2 separate regions of the Mus musculus genome follow, and region 2 is linked to region 1. Evidence: chromatin contacts called from public promoter capture Hi-C data. All regions are on one chromosome and are shown on one strand. Each heading gives the region's core, a stretch centred on a gene start, on an enhancer-like site or on the middle of the called end of the contact. The rest is flanking DNA. Distances are from core to core; before and after follow the strand shown.

Evidence for each region. Promoter capture Hi-C pulls out the DNA fragments that hold promoters and counts their contacts.
Region 2: a promoter capture Hi-C map of liver shows a contact between it and region 1, with 3 times the contacts expected there. The contact joins the promoter of Akr1c13 here to the promoter of Asb13 in region 1.

The regions. Positions count from the first base shown.
Region 1 is chr13:3,629,765-3,637,551 of GRCm38.p6, forward strand. It overlaps Asb13 (ankyrin repeat and SOCS box-containing 13), which reads left to right and starts at 4,268. Exons shown (of 6, transcript NM_178283.4): 1 at 4,268-4,411. The coding sequence starts at 4,369.
Region 2 is chr13:4,187,822-4,195,608 of GRCm38.p6, forward strand. Akr1c13 (aldo-keto reductase family 1, member C13) reads left to right here and starts at 3,366. Exons shown (of 9, transcript NM_013778.2): 1 at 3,366-3,489; 2 at 6,213-6,380; 3 at 6,856-6,972. The coding sequence starts at 3,406.

The sequences.
Region 1 (7,787 bases), core at 3,018-5,517:
CACTGCTCTTTTGTCTTTTTCCCTCACTGTTCTGGAGACCTTAGCTTAAGGCAGGGCTCAGACTGATGCTTATCTCATGCCCCCAGGGGCCTTCTTTCTTTTCTTCTAATGATTTATTTATTTTATGCATATGAGTACACTGTAGCTGTCTTCAGATACACTAGAAGAGGGCATCAGATCCCCTTACAGATGGTTGTGAACCACCATGTGGTTGCTGTGGATTGAACTCAGGACCTCTGGAAGAGCAGTCAGTGTTCCTAACCGCTGAGCCATCTCTCTAGCCCTATGCATGCATTCTACCTTTTTACTTGTGTCTTTTGTCCTTCAAAACCTTCTGGTTGTAGTGTAGCTAAAGTAACTAATTATTCCCTCTCTGCCTTTGTATTTGTGTGTCTTTTTTTTTTTTTTTTTTTTTTTTTTTTTTGGTTTTTCGAGACAGGGTTTCTCTGTGTAGCCCTGGCTGTCCTGGAACTCACTTTGTAGACCAGGCTGGCCTCGAACTCAGAAATCTGCCTGCCTCTGCCTCCCAAGTGCTGGGATTAAAGGCATGCTCCACCACGCCTTGTGTATTTGTGTGTCTTATATAAGAAATTTTTATTATGGTGACACAACAATCTTCTATCATTCCATTTTCTTGGAATTTCAGGTTTTTCACACCTGGTTTAACCCACCTGGAACTAATTTTGTGATATAAAATTTTTATCTTTTTTAGTATAGAATGGCATTGAGTTCAGCAGAAGTTGTTGATTGAGTCCTTTTTCTTTACTTGTTAAATGTTTTCTGTTAAATGACAGTTCTTCCATGTGAGTTGACCTATTTCTAGGCCCCTCTCTCCAGCATTCCATGCTATCATACTGTTTCAGCTTCTGTGCCTCAGGGTAAGTTTTGGATTCCAATACGCAACCTAGCCCTTCAAGATATCTCAGTTCTGGGCAAGCTAGTGCATGCCTGTAATCTTTTAAACTTGTGAGGCAAGGAGGGAGTGTGTGTTTGAGATTAGCCTGTCACAACACAGTGATATAGTGCCTCACTGCAGAAAAACAAAATGCCAACTATCCCTCCAAACACCAAACCTTAGTTCCCGATGTGTGGGAGTCTCTCCAATTAGCTGCTATCATCTTTTCAAAGTCTTGCCACAGAGGTATGATTTTGAAAAACGCATAGAAAAATAACGGGTGTGCTGTATTGTTTTAGCTTTCTATATTTGTGACAATACTTGAGAGGACAACTTAAATGGAGAAATTGTTTTGGCTCATGGTTTCAGAGGTTTCAATCCATGGCTTGTTGGCTCCATTCCTCTGGGCACAAGGCAAGACATTCAGGCCATGAGGATACAATGTAGAAGAGGAAGCTATTCACTTCATAGTGGACAGGAAGCACAGAGACAGAAAGTGGCAAGGTCCAGGGCAAGATGGATACCAAGGACAGTTCCAAGTGACTTATGTCTCTAGGTAAGCTCAAGTCCTTGTAGGCAAGTCCAGCCTACGGCCATGGGCTGCATGGGACCAAAATATAAATGTGACCCAACACAAAATAATAAACTTAGATACACCATTATGAATATTTTGAGACTTGATTTCACAGTTCTGGGGCATAAACTCTATATGACCTTGCTATATTTCAGTGTGAAAAGGCTGGACATTTCTTTGGGTTTCTAGCCCTTCTCCAAATAATACCATCAGCTTGGGACCAGGGTTTTAGCACATGAGTATGTGGAATATATTTTATATTCAAATCCTAAAAGTAGTTAATTTAAAAATTCACTAACTTATTCAATAAACGACTGTGCTAAATGAATATTAGATTTTTATTAATATTGTACAGATACTTTAATAGGTTAAAAAGATAATGAGTTTAACATGCAATTAAAGGAGATTAATTAATACAAACATGGATAAATGGGTTACTATTTAGTAAATATTTTGGGAATAATTTCCTTTCAGTTCAGAGAACTCTTAACTTAAATCTTATATTTTCTTTCTTTACAGAATAACAAATTTCAAGTCAGTCATTCCGTCAAAGAATATAATGAAAAAAAAACAGCATAATATCCATATTTTGGTCCTTGATGAATATATTTTGGCTGTTGAAGAAAAAGGACTGTGGTAGTTTGAATATGCCTAGCCCAGGGAGTGGCACTATTTGGAGGTGTGGCCTTGGAGTAGGTGTGGCCTTGGAGTAGGCGTGTCACTGTGGGCTTGGGCTTTAGAACCCTCATCCTAGCTGCCTAGAAGCCAGTCTTCTACTGTTTGCCCTCAAAACAAAATGTTGAACTCTCAGCTCCTCTTGCACCATGCCTGCCTGGATACTGCCATGCTCCCACGTTGATGATAATGGACTGAACCTTTGAACCTGTAAGCCAGCCCCAATTAAATGTTGTCTTTAAGTTGCCTTGGTCATGGTGTCTGTTCTCAGCAGTAAAACCCTATGTAAGACAAGGACCTATTTTAGAGAATGTACTTTTGAATATGTAAACACTTTAAAAAAGGGGGTGGCTGCTCATGCCTTTGATCCCAGCACTCGGGAGGCAGAGGCAGGCGGATTTCTGAGTTTGAGGCCAGCCTGGTCTACAGAGTGAGTTCCAGGACAGCCAGGGCTACACAGAGAAACCCTGTCTCGAAAAACCAAAAAAAAAAAAAAAAAAAAAAAAAAAAGAAAAGAAAATGGAAAAAAAATGATTGCTTAGGAAACCTATAACAAACATTTATATAACACATGTACAATATACATGTATATATTCATATGTGTTCGATATAGCCTATATTCACATTTGCAGAATCCGTGTCAGGAAAGAAATGCTGAAGAAAATACAAACATGCAGACCTACCACACAGACAAGAAGGAATACCGAATCACAGAATCTCACTGCAAATGTGTGAAAATGAAGCCTATTTTTATCTGCCTAAAAACGTAGAAAACTTGCAAAGAAGCATGTGCAAGACCTGAGAGATGGCTCGGTCGTGGGCTTGCTGAGCCATCTGACAGGACCAGAGCTTGGATTCTCAGAGCTCAAGAAAAACTGGGCAATGTAAGCTGTCATTCATAATTCCAGCAGTCTTGCACCGTGATGGGAGGAGGAAGTGGACGGCTCTCTGAGAGCCCACAGGCCTGCCAGGTGCAGCGGTGAATAGGAGACCCCGTCTCAAACAAATCAGAAGGTCCTCAAGGACTAACACGGACTGTATCCTCTGACCTGCAAACACACATGTAGTCACATACACTCACATATACATCAAACAAAGCAAAACCAAAACAAATGCCCCTGCAAAACAAAACAAACAAAAACAAAACCACAAGAGCCAAAATTTGATAAACAAATGGCCAAATAGATACAGATCCTTTTACTAAAAGATTTGGAATTTTATTCCAAGGTTTATTCCAGAAGTTCGGGTTCCCAACAGATACCATTCAAGGTCTCCTAAACCTGTGGTCCAAGGTGCAGATGAAGTTTCCGGCCATCCAAGCATCCTTACCTCAAAGGATGACTTCTAGTGCTATTTCCAGTGATTCTGATGTTATCATGTTCAAGTCACGTTGTATTTCCTCCGTGAGCCTCTGTACTGGTCAAGATGAGAGTGTCTCCCAAGTATCTCACGTTTTTGGTTGACCTGGAACCCCCTGGGAAGACTGGTTTCTCCTTTCTGCTAGGTTGCTCATAGAGCTCCAACTCCTTCTGCTAAACTGGTTAGTGAAACACCTGATTAAAACCATTCACCAAGAAACGTGGTTTTCTTCAATGAATACCAGCTATTTGAAAGTTAAGATTTATTTTGAAAGAAAGAAAGAGAGGGAGGGAGAGAGGAAGGGAGGGAGAGAGAGAGAGAGAGAGAGAGAGAGAGAGAGAGAGAGGAAAGAAAGAAAGAAGTTAGGCATTTTGATCACCATCTTCAGTGAAAACGTTTTCTTCAAAGTTTCAGGCATGAAGAGACTGAATACTTTGCTCAGCGGGATCAGTGTAAACCACAGAAGGCCAGTTTTGGCAGCTAAACACTTTTTGCACATGGGCACGCGTTTGAGGAGCTAAACATTTTGCATACGAACGTATCTTTTAGCTAGGACACCGGGATTTAAGCTTTTCTGCCAAACACAGGAGTTGTTAATGGACGTATATTCACTGGTGTCAACACGGACACATATTTTGCACTCTTCTGATTTGCATGTCACCCTTCAGCAGTGACAGCGGAGTGGGGACGCTCAGGTGGCACGCGGCGGATACAGAAACTACAACTCCCAGCGGTGGCCATGGTAGCAATCAGGCCCCGCCCAGCGGCCTGCGCTCCGGGGTAGGTCTCGGTTTAGGTCCCGGCTCAGGTCCCAGAGCTCTGAGTCACAAGGCCGGTAGACAGGGGAGCCCAGCGGGCGAGCAGCATGGAGCCGCGCGCCGGGGACGGCTGCTTCCTGGGAGATGTGGGTACGTGTTTCGCGCCGCAACCGCCAAGGACACCACACCGGGGCTGGAGTCAGGACCAGGAGATCAGCACTTGGGGACAGAGCAAGCTCATGGGTGGCCTTTGTCCCAGAGATGGGCATCGCGCGCCGTTCCAAGTTGGTGGTCAGAGGCGTTGGGGTGGGGTGTAGTGATTCGAGTAGGGCCCGGACGATCCTGGTCATCTCAGACCGACGTTTAATGTCTGTCGCCCTGTTTCTAGCCGGTGCACTGTGCAGCTGGTCTTCTCTGTGATGCACCAGGTATGGGATTCAGAACCGCCAGTCTACCAGAGCACCGCACACTTTGGGGAGCATGCGGGGTCGTTGCCCAATTCACCCGCAGAGTCTGGAAAGTGTACACTGGTTGGCAGCCTCATCCGGAGCCTACTGCGGTCACTGCACCACGTTTGGTGCAGTGAATTGCTTGCGGGGCTTAAAGCATCCTACACATACCCTGTAGGTTGCAGCAGCTGCAACCAGGGAGTCTGCTCCAGAATGAGGTCATGGCCCAACACTGGGACATACCTGGTGCTGAAGAAGTGTCCTCTGTACCTTTGGGCTGTTTTAATCCATAAAATGAATTTGAAGGCAAAGGAGCATTCTTTGGAGAAGTACATTTTTTTTCTTGTTTACAAAATAATAATATGGTAAATAGAAAGGACAATGACATTGTGCTTCAATAGCTTGAAAATAAATAGAAGAAAGAAAGCCAAAATGTTCCTTTATGTGAGTTAAAAAAAAAGTAATGTAAGCCGGGCATGATGGCGCACGCCTTTAATCCCAGCACATGGGAGGCAGAGGCAGGAGGATTTCTGAGTTCGAGGACAGCCTGGTCTACAAAGTGTGTTCCAGGACAGCCAGGGCTACCCAGAGAAACTCTGTCTCAAAAACCAAAAAAAAAAAGTAATGTAAAGAAAATCGAGTTAATTTAGCTGCAATTTATTATGATTGTAATTACAATCATAACAAGGTAGATAGATCTTTTAATTGATTTCTTCAAAACAAACTCCTTCAGAACAATCAAAGCCTCTTTAATAAGCACCTGTTTTTCTTGGCACCCTTGGCTGGCACAAGACTTTGACCCTGATAGCGTGGTCACTATTTGATTCGTGTGACTAGGCAGTGGATGGCTAACCACAGAAGCCTACTAAGCATACATTTTTTTGTTCAGATAGGGGTTAGTCTGGCATCAGAGCCTGGCATGAGGGCTCTTACCTGTAATCCTAACCCTCAGAAAGTAGAGACAGTGGGGCTGTGAGTTCTAGGCCAACCTAGGCTATATGTCACAATATTTTCTCTAAATATTTTTTAAAAACACCACTCCCAAGTATATTTTCTGCATAGCTTGTGGAGAAATCTTTTTTTTTTTTTTCCTAGACGGGGTTTCTCTGTGTAGCCCTGGCTGTCCTGGAACTCACTCTGTAGACCAGGCTGGCCTCGAACTCATAAATTCGCCTGCCTCTGCCTCCCGAGTGCTGGGATTAAAGGCATGCGCCATCACTGCCCAATGAAAATCATATTCTTGATTAGCGGGTGTTAGGGTTCTTGGCTATTTTTGACACTGTAATTTAAAAAATTTAATATGTGTCCCCAAAAATGTGCCCTGCTGGTATTTGTATTTCTGGCTTAAACTGAAGGTGCTGGATCCAAAACAGTACCACTGTTCCAGTAAAAGTGGAACCCACCACAGGGAACTTTAACTGTAATATTCTGACTTCTAATATTATATTCCTGCTGAATGGTAACCAGAATATTTATGTATAGCACTTTTAGATTACTTTCATTTGCTTATGTAATTTTCTCTCGATTTCATGAGGTCTTTTTTTTTTTTTTTTTTTCCTCGAGACAGGGTTTCTCTGTGTAGCCCTGGCTGTCCTGGAACTCACTTTGTATACCAAGCTGGCCTCGAACTCAGAAATCCGCCTGCCTCTGCCTCTGCCTCCTGAGTGCTGGGATTAAAGGCCTGTGCCACCACACCTTGGCTTCATGAGGTCTTTGGAGAGAAAGGAAAGAAAAGATCTTCCATGTGTTATTAGGAACCCTCTGGCTTTACCATTTTTATCCCTGTGACATGTTCAGTCTTAGCAAGGATTCAGGATGCTTTTCAAGGCTTAGAATGAAACTTTGAATGGTTAGAATGAAAACGTGGGGCTGGTGAGATGGCTCATCGGTTAAGAGCACTGACTGCTCTTCCGAAGGTCCTGAGTTTGAATCCCAGCAACCACATGGTTGCTCACAACCATCTGTAATGAGATCTGACTCCCTCTTCTGGAGTGTCTGAAGACAGCTACAGTGTACTTACATATAATAAATAAATAAATCTTTAAAAAAAAGAAATTGTTTAATAAAAACAGGAATTCAAAGAGAACTTGTTGACAAACAAGCTTGAAAGCATACCGGAGGCCGAAAAAGTTTAAAGAAAATAATAGTCAAGTAATAAACACGTTTATGAACAAAACAGCACGTTAATATCTTTTCTGTAACATGGCCCTGTGAAAAGTCACCTCCTTCACAAGAAAACTAAGGTGGCTGGTTGCCAATGAAGCCTTTTCTCAAGTTCTTCAGAATGAAGAAAATAAGCCAGGCCTGAAAGTTCTTACTGGTAATCTCAGCTAGGTGGCCCAGATACGCTGTGAATTTAAGGCCAGCTCAGGCTACTACCAAGGACCTCTCTCAAAAAGTAAAAAAACAAACAAGAAAAGATACTTGGCTTGAAGCCCAGGCTCGCTGTGTTTTGTGATCGAACTGTGGGAACTAAGGGAGTGTACCCTCACTTAATAAACATACCAGGATGACTAAAGGCAGGGAAGGAGGGCGATCACGTGTTCTAGGTGTTCTAAGTGAGCTCCTTTTCAGCAGGGAGAGGAGTCGCTCTTTCTGCGCCCCGCCCGCCTGTCCGCCCGGTTTGGTTTCCTTGTTCTTTTAACTTAGTTGCCAATCTGTTTCACTTTCCCCTACTCTCTTTCACTTTCTTTTCTTTACTTAGTCTTTCAAGTTGCTGCTCCCTGCCCCTCTTTGAAGGCAAACATTTTATTTTATTTTTTACCTCATTGTATGTTTTTAAAAAAAATATAGACTGTGGGAGTAGTTGGGTTGGTCAGCAGGGGGAGGGGGAGGGGGAGGGGATAGCAGAGGGGATAACATTTGAAATGTAAATAAAGAAAATATCTAAAAAACAACATAGACTGAAACAATAAGGCAATATTGCCCCCCCCCCCCTTACATTGAGTGCCTTTTAAAGTCACATCACAGGTCATTTGTATCGTGTTTTATTTTGTTTTGTTTTGTCAAAGACTATTTTGGAGATTCATAATTAAAACATCTAAAAAGATACGCTTGAGAACTATCTTAAAAGCTAA
Region 2 (7,787 bases), core at 2,116-4,615, 560 kb after region 1:
GGGAACCAGATCCAAAGGCAGGCAACAGAGTTAGGATCAGCCCCCAGTCCAGCTGTTGGGAACCTGCATGAAGACCAAGCTGCACATCTGTTACATATGTGCTGGTGTCTAGGTCTGGACCAGGCTTGCTGTTTGGTTGGTGGTTCAGTCTCTGAGAGCCCCAAGTTAGTTGACTCTGTTGGTCTTCTTGTGGGGCTCTGATACCTTCTAGGTCCCTTAATCCTTCCCCCAACAAGACACCCTGAGCTCCAAGCTGGGTGGAGTCTCTCAGAGGACAGTTATGCTAGGCTTCTCTCTGCAAGTATAACAGAGTATCATGAATAGTTTCAAGGACTGGCTCTTGCTGGATTGGGTCTCAAGCTGGGTCTGTTACGGCTTGGCTGTTTCCTCAGTTTCTGCTCCATCTCTGTCCCTGAACTTCTTATAGGCACGATAAATTGTGGGTGGAAGGTTTTGTGGGTGAGTTTTTGTATTTTTATGGCATAGTTATTTTGCCTGCTTGTGCCTGTTAGCCACATGGATGTAGTTCTCATGAAGCCAGAAGAGGGCATCAGATCCCTGAATAACAGAATGTTGTCATCCAACAAGAAGTTTCTGGAAGCAAGTCTTGGTCCAATGGAAAAGGAGCTGATGCTCTTAAGAGCCAAGCAATCTCTCTGTCCTCTTTTATACTCCCTAGTAAAAAACCTTCTTCAGATTCCAAGTTGATAGACATCAATTCTAGAATATTAGAAAGCATACAGAAAAGTTATTAATCACAATAACTGTTTTTTGAAAACAATGAAAATTTATTAATTTCAACCTGACTTGTATGTAATGCACATGATATGGCCACATGACATTTAAAATTATCACGTAGTCTAGTCCCATATGTTTTGCTTTAGTGGAAATCTATGTATTTTAGGTTTAATGGAAAAAAAATATCTATCTCATCAATACTTTACTAAATTTATTCCCCTACTCTAAATCTCATAGTAACTTGATTATTTTCAATTTAGTCCTTTTATGAATGTTGAACAAGGACATAAGCTATTGATCTGCATTTTAACATATTATTTATAGTTCTAAAATCAGGGACTGGAGAAATGGTACAGTGGTTAAGAGTGGTTGCTATGAAGTCTTGGGAGCAGTGTTTGTATCCTAGCACCCATAGGATACACCTAGGACTCACATGAATGCTGGTCATTATACCCCCAAGTGATTAGACACATTCTTCTGGTACACCCAGCATATATACACAAGTACTTATTTGAAACAAATGTTGCAAACTGATCTAAGAAGTGAATGTTATAGTAGTTTTTAAGTCATGTTACATATTGCAGAAAACAAAAATCCAGTAACTGCCAGTTCTTTATCAACCACTAAGCACTATTCCATGCTGTCTCCTTTACTATATTTCAGGGTTACACTTGTGAAAATGATAATAGAAAAATACATGAAAAAATTTACAGTGAGTAATTTCAAAAAGAAGACACCAAACCCTACACTGTTGCTGCGGCCACTTGCTGACAGGAACCTGGTATGGCTGCTCCTTGGGAGGTCTGGCCTACAACTGACCAGTGCAGATGTAATGCTCGGAGCCAACCATCAGACAATTTAGGGACCCCGTGAGGAACCTGACAGAAGGACTGGAGGAGCAGGGGGGATTGCAACCCCATAGGAAAAACAACATAGGCTGGCTGGACTATCCAGTGTTCCCAGAGGCTAGACCACCAACCAAGGAATGTACAGGGAGGGATCTATGACTCCAGATACATATGTAGTAGAGGATGGACTTGCCTGACAGCAGTGGGAGGGGAGGACCTTGGTCTCAAGGAGGTTTGAAGGCCCAGCACAGGGAGTTGCTGAATCTGTAGGGTGGGAGAGGGTGGGTGGGAGAGCACCCTCATGGAGGCAAAGGGGGGGAGGAGAGGGTTGATGTGGGATGGGGGGTTTTGTGGAGGGGTAGCTGGGAAGTGAGATATCATTTGAGATGTAAATGAATGGAATGATTAATAAAAAATTTCAGTTTTAGTTGTTGATATCTTTGTTTTTAAAAAAATTCTGAGAAGACTAAATTCAGTTCATGAACTATTTTTCCATTAATTATTTATTCACTTTATATCCTGATCACTACCCACCTGCTCCCCCTTTTATACTGTCTCTACCCCTCCCATTCTCTTCTGAGAGGGTGGCGGTATCCTGGGTATCCCCCTACCTCTGGCACATCAAGTTTCTGCATTGCTAGATGTATTCTCTCCCAGGAGGCCAGACAAGGTAGCCCAGATAGGGAAACAGACTACACAGGCAACAGTTTTAAGGAACATTCCCGTTCCAGTTATTGGGACCCACATGAGACACAAGCTGTACTTCTACTATGTGTGTGTGTGTGTGTGTGTGTGTGTGTGTGTGTGTGCTAGGTTGAGTCTGAGTATGCTCTTTAGTTGATAGTTCAGTCTCTGAGAGCCCCCAAGTATCCAGTTTAGCTGACTCTCTTGGTCTTCTTATAGGGTTTCTACCCTCTTCAGGACTCTCAATCCTTCCCTCAACTCTTCCATAAGAGTCCCTGAGCTCCATCCAAAGTTTGGCTGTGGGCCTCTGCACCTGTTTTAGTCTGATGCTGGATGGAGCCTTTCAGAGGACAGTTATGCTAGCTTCCTTCCTGTCTGCAACCATAACATAACATCTTTCAGGGACTGATACTTGCCCATGGGATGGGAATCAAGTTGAGCTGGATATTCCTTGGCCATTCCCTCAGTTTCTGCTCCATCTTATCTTTGCATTTCTTGTAGACAGGGAAAATTTTGAGTCAAAGTTTTTTGGGTGGTTTGATGCCCCTATCACTTTAAGTGCTCAAGTGTGGCTTCTTTTTTCTTTATGTTTACAGGGCATGCAGTAACTCATGATTTTCAGTGATGCATGTTCAAGTAGAGGCTTCATAATGGCCAAATGAAAATAAGTATCTTCAGTATTATAATTGTTCAACCAATCTCTTCTTTAATAGTATTTAATATATGAGATAAAGAAGAGAAAAACCACAGTAAACACGTACTTTATCTTATATAGTACTTTATTTGAAATTTATCCTTTATATGAAAATGAGTGGCTTGCGTTCTTATTTGTGGAATACTGCTTTAAATTTCTGACTCCTCCCTTGTGTTGGTGTCCATTAGACAGACAATAGTAGTATTTAAAACAGTAGGCACACAACAGTACTGTTAACCATTAGCCAGACAGTAGCACTGATTAATCATTAGCTGGATAGCAGATAGTTAAACATTAGCCAGTGAGTAGGCATGGCTAACTGCCAGAAAGGGAGTGTCCCTTGTTAACCATTAGACAGGAAGTTGATAGACGATGTTTACCCACTTCCGCTTCAGGGCAACAGAATACTCAGGAAGTGCTTAGCCAGGGGAGTGAGAGACAATGAGCTCCAAACAGCACTGTGTCAAACTAAATGATGGCCACTTAATTCCTGCCCTGGGCTTTGGCACCTATAAACCCAAGGAGGTAAGAATACAGGATTGTCAGTATCTCAGGCTAGAGCTAATCCGTGTACAAGAGAACAGAAAGTTAGGTTTGCCCTGCATCAGGGTCTGATTGTGTATCCCCTGCTTGCTGATTGTTCTTGATAAATAGAGGTTACAGCAGCACTTGAAATTGGTGGCTGTGGTTGGGAGACCTAGCTATATTCATGCTTGCTTTTCTCTGAGGAAGACCCCTGTTCCTGGTGAATCAGTAGGGAGGCATGCTGAAGGGGAACAAAGGGGGGCAAACTCTAAAGACATTTTCTCCTGTGGTAGGTGTTAGTGCAGCATATAATGAAGCTATAGGGTACATGTCTCAGTAGCACTAGAACATTTACTATAACTCAGCAAGCGAATTCAGGGACAGGGAGAAAGTTTATCTTCCTTGTTATTTTTACTGTCTGACTGGGAATCTGGTCTTGGTAGGATTTGACTCTTTTTGTTTTTGTTTTTGTTTTTATTTTTATTTTTGTTTGTATTTCCCCTTGGATTTACTTTTCTGGCCTAGGCATGTCTGTGAATCTACTGTTCCCATTTGGGACCTTCCAGCTCTAAGAGTGAACTTGGCTGTGAGCTCCAGGCTTAAAGGGACAGACCCATGACCTAACAATTCTGGGCACTATGCTTTTCTTGTATCCATGCTTCAAAGATTGATAGAGGAGAAGAAAGTCACCAGATTGCCTATCAGCTTTCTTGGTTGCAGTGTGGGAGGGGAGTTCTCTTTATGTCCATAACCTACAACATAATTTTTCATTGCAAAAAGGCAAAATGCCGGAAATGAACATTCAGGGTGGCTTCCTGTATGTTCTCAAATCTGTGGGTTGGAACCCCAAACTCATTTTATGTCTGGGGATCACCACAGCATGAGGCAATGAATTAAAGTGTTGCAGCATTAGGAAGGTTGGGAACCAATGTCGGAGACTAAGGCATGAAACAAATATTTGCAAATACTTTGGTTTTGTTTCAGGGTAGCCATCAGCATCTCACAGTGGATGTTTACCAGAACTAAGTGAGATCTCCCATGTATAACTCTCAACTGTGGAAAACTTTCTGGAATTTTATAGTGAATCATTATGATGGGGAGAAAGAGGACCTAGTAAAGATAAATGTGAGTTATTGGTATTCATTAGTGTATTTTGGATTTAGAACATGGTTGTCCTCAGAACAAAAAACATCAAGTGGACTGTTTGCAAACCTGGAGGGACTTTCTTGTTTTCTATTCCTCCTGATACCTTTTAAATGTGTGGCAAAGGATCTCTTCCCTTGACTTCAAATGTGTCCATCTCCTTCCTGTTAGACTCCAGAGAAATCTGGAGATCTACACAGGATTTGTTACTTTTGCAAAGTTGCACAATATCAAGAATAGGTCAAGGCCACTACTGGAGCCTCAGCTTTGATAACTCACGGTGTCCTTACTCTTGGATAAGGCAGGGCTCGTTTCCAGATAAGGTGGTAGAAGCCAGAACTTAATCACTGTCTTTTATCGTGAAAAGATAACTGTAGAGATTCTTAGGACAATGAAAAAGCTACTCTCATTTACTTTTTCAACCCTTTGTAAGTATTGTATGATTGTATGTGTCTTTGTGTGTTGTGAACAATGTCTGAGGAAGTAAGAGGTCAAAGCTGCCCTCCAATGCTCATGCTTTATCTGTGTGAACCCAGTGTCTCACCGAGTCTGTTGTGCTCAGGGGTGAGCTGCAGGGCTCACCTTGATGCTTCCTCCTCATGCACTGAGTCTGCATGCCATACTCTGCTTTACAAGAGAGCTGGGTTCCAAACTAAGATACCAAAGTTGTCTGCAAGGGTGTTACTGAGTGAGACATCTCCCCAGCCCACACCCTAAACCTTTAACAAAACCCCAGTCATATCATTATTCAAATCTGGCAGCCAAGGCAATAATTTTAGGTTTAATTCTAGCCATGTCTTTTTAAAACAAATAATCTTGGATTGAAGAGGCTGATACCGAAATAAATAACCTCTAACATGATGTAGTTAAGGTACTTTAAATAAGGATATACTCTTACATTAGATGCTTTTTTCTGTCTGTATTTAGATCTCTCAGAAAAAGAGAATGGATATGTAGAAAGACTAACATAGGACAGTACTTTCTCTCCAAGTCCCTATTATTAACCTGGCCTTGCTTGGTATCTGTGATCTTTGCATTTGCATCCTTTTGTAACAGTGTCTTAGCTGGGAGTAGAAGGAGTGTCTGTGTAATTGTCCTGTCCCAAGAAGACTTCCTTGTGTTCAGTTTGCTTAGTCATCCTACTACACACATTTAGTGTGACTTTCTAGCAGGCCACTGAAGCCAGGGTGAGCATCCATCAGTGCTAGTGAGTAACCAGGATTGCATAGGTATAGACAGGCTCTTGGATGCAAAAGTCTTGCTGTTAATTAAAAGACCATGAGAAAGCAATTTTGCCTCATTAGCTCAAACATGAGACAAAATATGGGCAAACACTGATTCTGTGAAGATACTTTTACTTTTCTGTGACAATTACAATATCTCTGGAGATTTCATTGGGTTTTATACAATAGGAAGTGGGAATGCAAGGACTGGGGTACTAGGCTCTTTCCTAACAACTGTTGTTAGGATGACTTTGAAAGACAAACTTCTTTGTGGTATAGTCATCTCCCATCTAGGCTCACTTTGAGCTAGTTCCCAGAACAGGCATCTCTAAATGCCTCCTTCGGTTCCTTCCCTAGGTTCCCAAGAGTAAGTCACTGGAGGCTGCATGCCTAGCTCTAGATGTTGGGTACCGCCATGTTGATACTGCTTATGCATACCAAGTAGAAGAGGAGATAGGACAGGCCATTCAAAGCAAGATTAAAGCTGGGGTTGTAAAGAGAGAAGACCTGTTCATCACTACAAAGGTATAGTATGCAAGTATACAAATTATTAAAAATAAAGTATGGGAGCAGAAATTATATTACTGAACCAGACGTTGTTTAAAGATGTCAATTTAATTAACGGGTAAAGGATAGTAAATTAAACTTTATATAAAAATAAGTTAGTTATTGAATATTATTTTATTGTCAATTTAATTAACAGGTAAAGGATAATAAAGTAAACTTTATATAAAAATAAGTTAGTTATTGGGTATTATTTTATTAGTATGTATTTTCTTTCTTGAGTAATTATTACATTGGTTAATAAATGAGCTAACATTAACCTCAAAACTATAGCTCAGTTTTCTTTGTTAAGTAAGAGTAAAATAAACACTGAGTTAAGAGGGATTCTTATAACCTTCCTTCATGTACAAAAAAAATTTCAGTATTAGATTAAATGGCTATGCATATTTTGGTGATCTACTAGTCTAGCACAACTAACAGTCTTCAACATCTGTAGCTTTGGTGCACTTGCTTTCGACCAGAGCTGGTCAAGCCTGCCTTGGAAAAGTCACTGAAAAAGCTTCAGCTGGATTATGTTGATCTTTACATTATGCATTACCCAGTGCCAATGAAGGTACGTGATTTGTATTCTCAAATGTACATATCTTTGCATAGGGGCATAGATATCATTTTTATGAATGGTTGAGATAAATTTCTACTATAATTTTATACAAGGTTAATTTATATATTACTAAGCTTCTGAGTAGGTCCCACAAAGTGTATTTTGGATTATGAAATGAAATGCCCAAGCAATGTCCAGAATCACAGATTAGAAGTAACTTCCAGGAAAACTTGTATTTACGCATCTTTTACATTGTATTACTTGAGGTTTCCTTAGGTCTTGTGTCTGTTTTCTCTCTTGGCAGCAAAACTGGCCTTAAGACAGTTTCAGTTTCAAGGTCACTAACATTTTATAGTTTCTTGGGATGTCTCGTTACTAAAAATCAGTCTTGTATACAGTCACAGCTGGCCTCACATGCCTGTCTCTGGGCACACATGTATTCATGTTCATTACTTATCCTGGGTCAGGAGTGATAGAAATTCTTTTTTTAGGTCAAAGCTATGCAATGAAAGGGTTTCCCAATGAACATGAAGCATTTTTTTTTTTCTAAAAGAAAGAGTAGACAAAATAATATAAGCCAACCAGGAGGCCTCTTTTAAAAGTTCAAGAATATTATTTGGGTATAGACATTATAAGCACACACACACACACACACAATATATATATATATATATATATATATATATATATATATATATATGCCATATTGATACTGCTTCTGCATATCACATAGAAGAGGAGATAGGACAGGCCATTGAAAGTAAGATTAAAGCTGGGGTTGTAAAGAGAGAAGACCTGTTCATCACTACAAAGGTATCGTATGCATT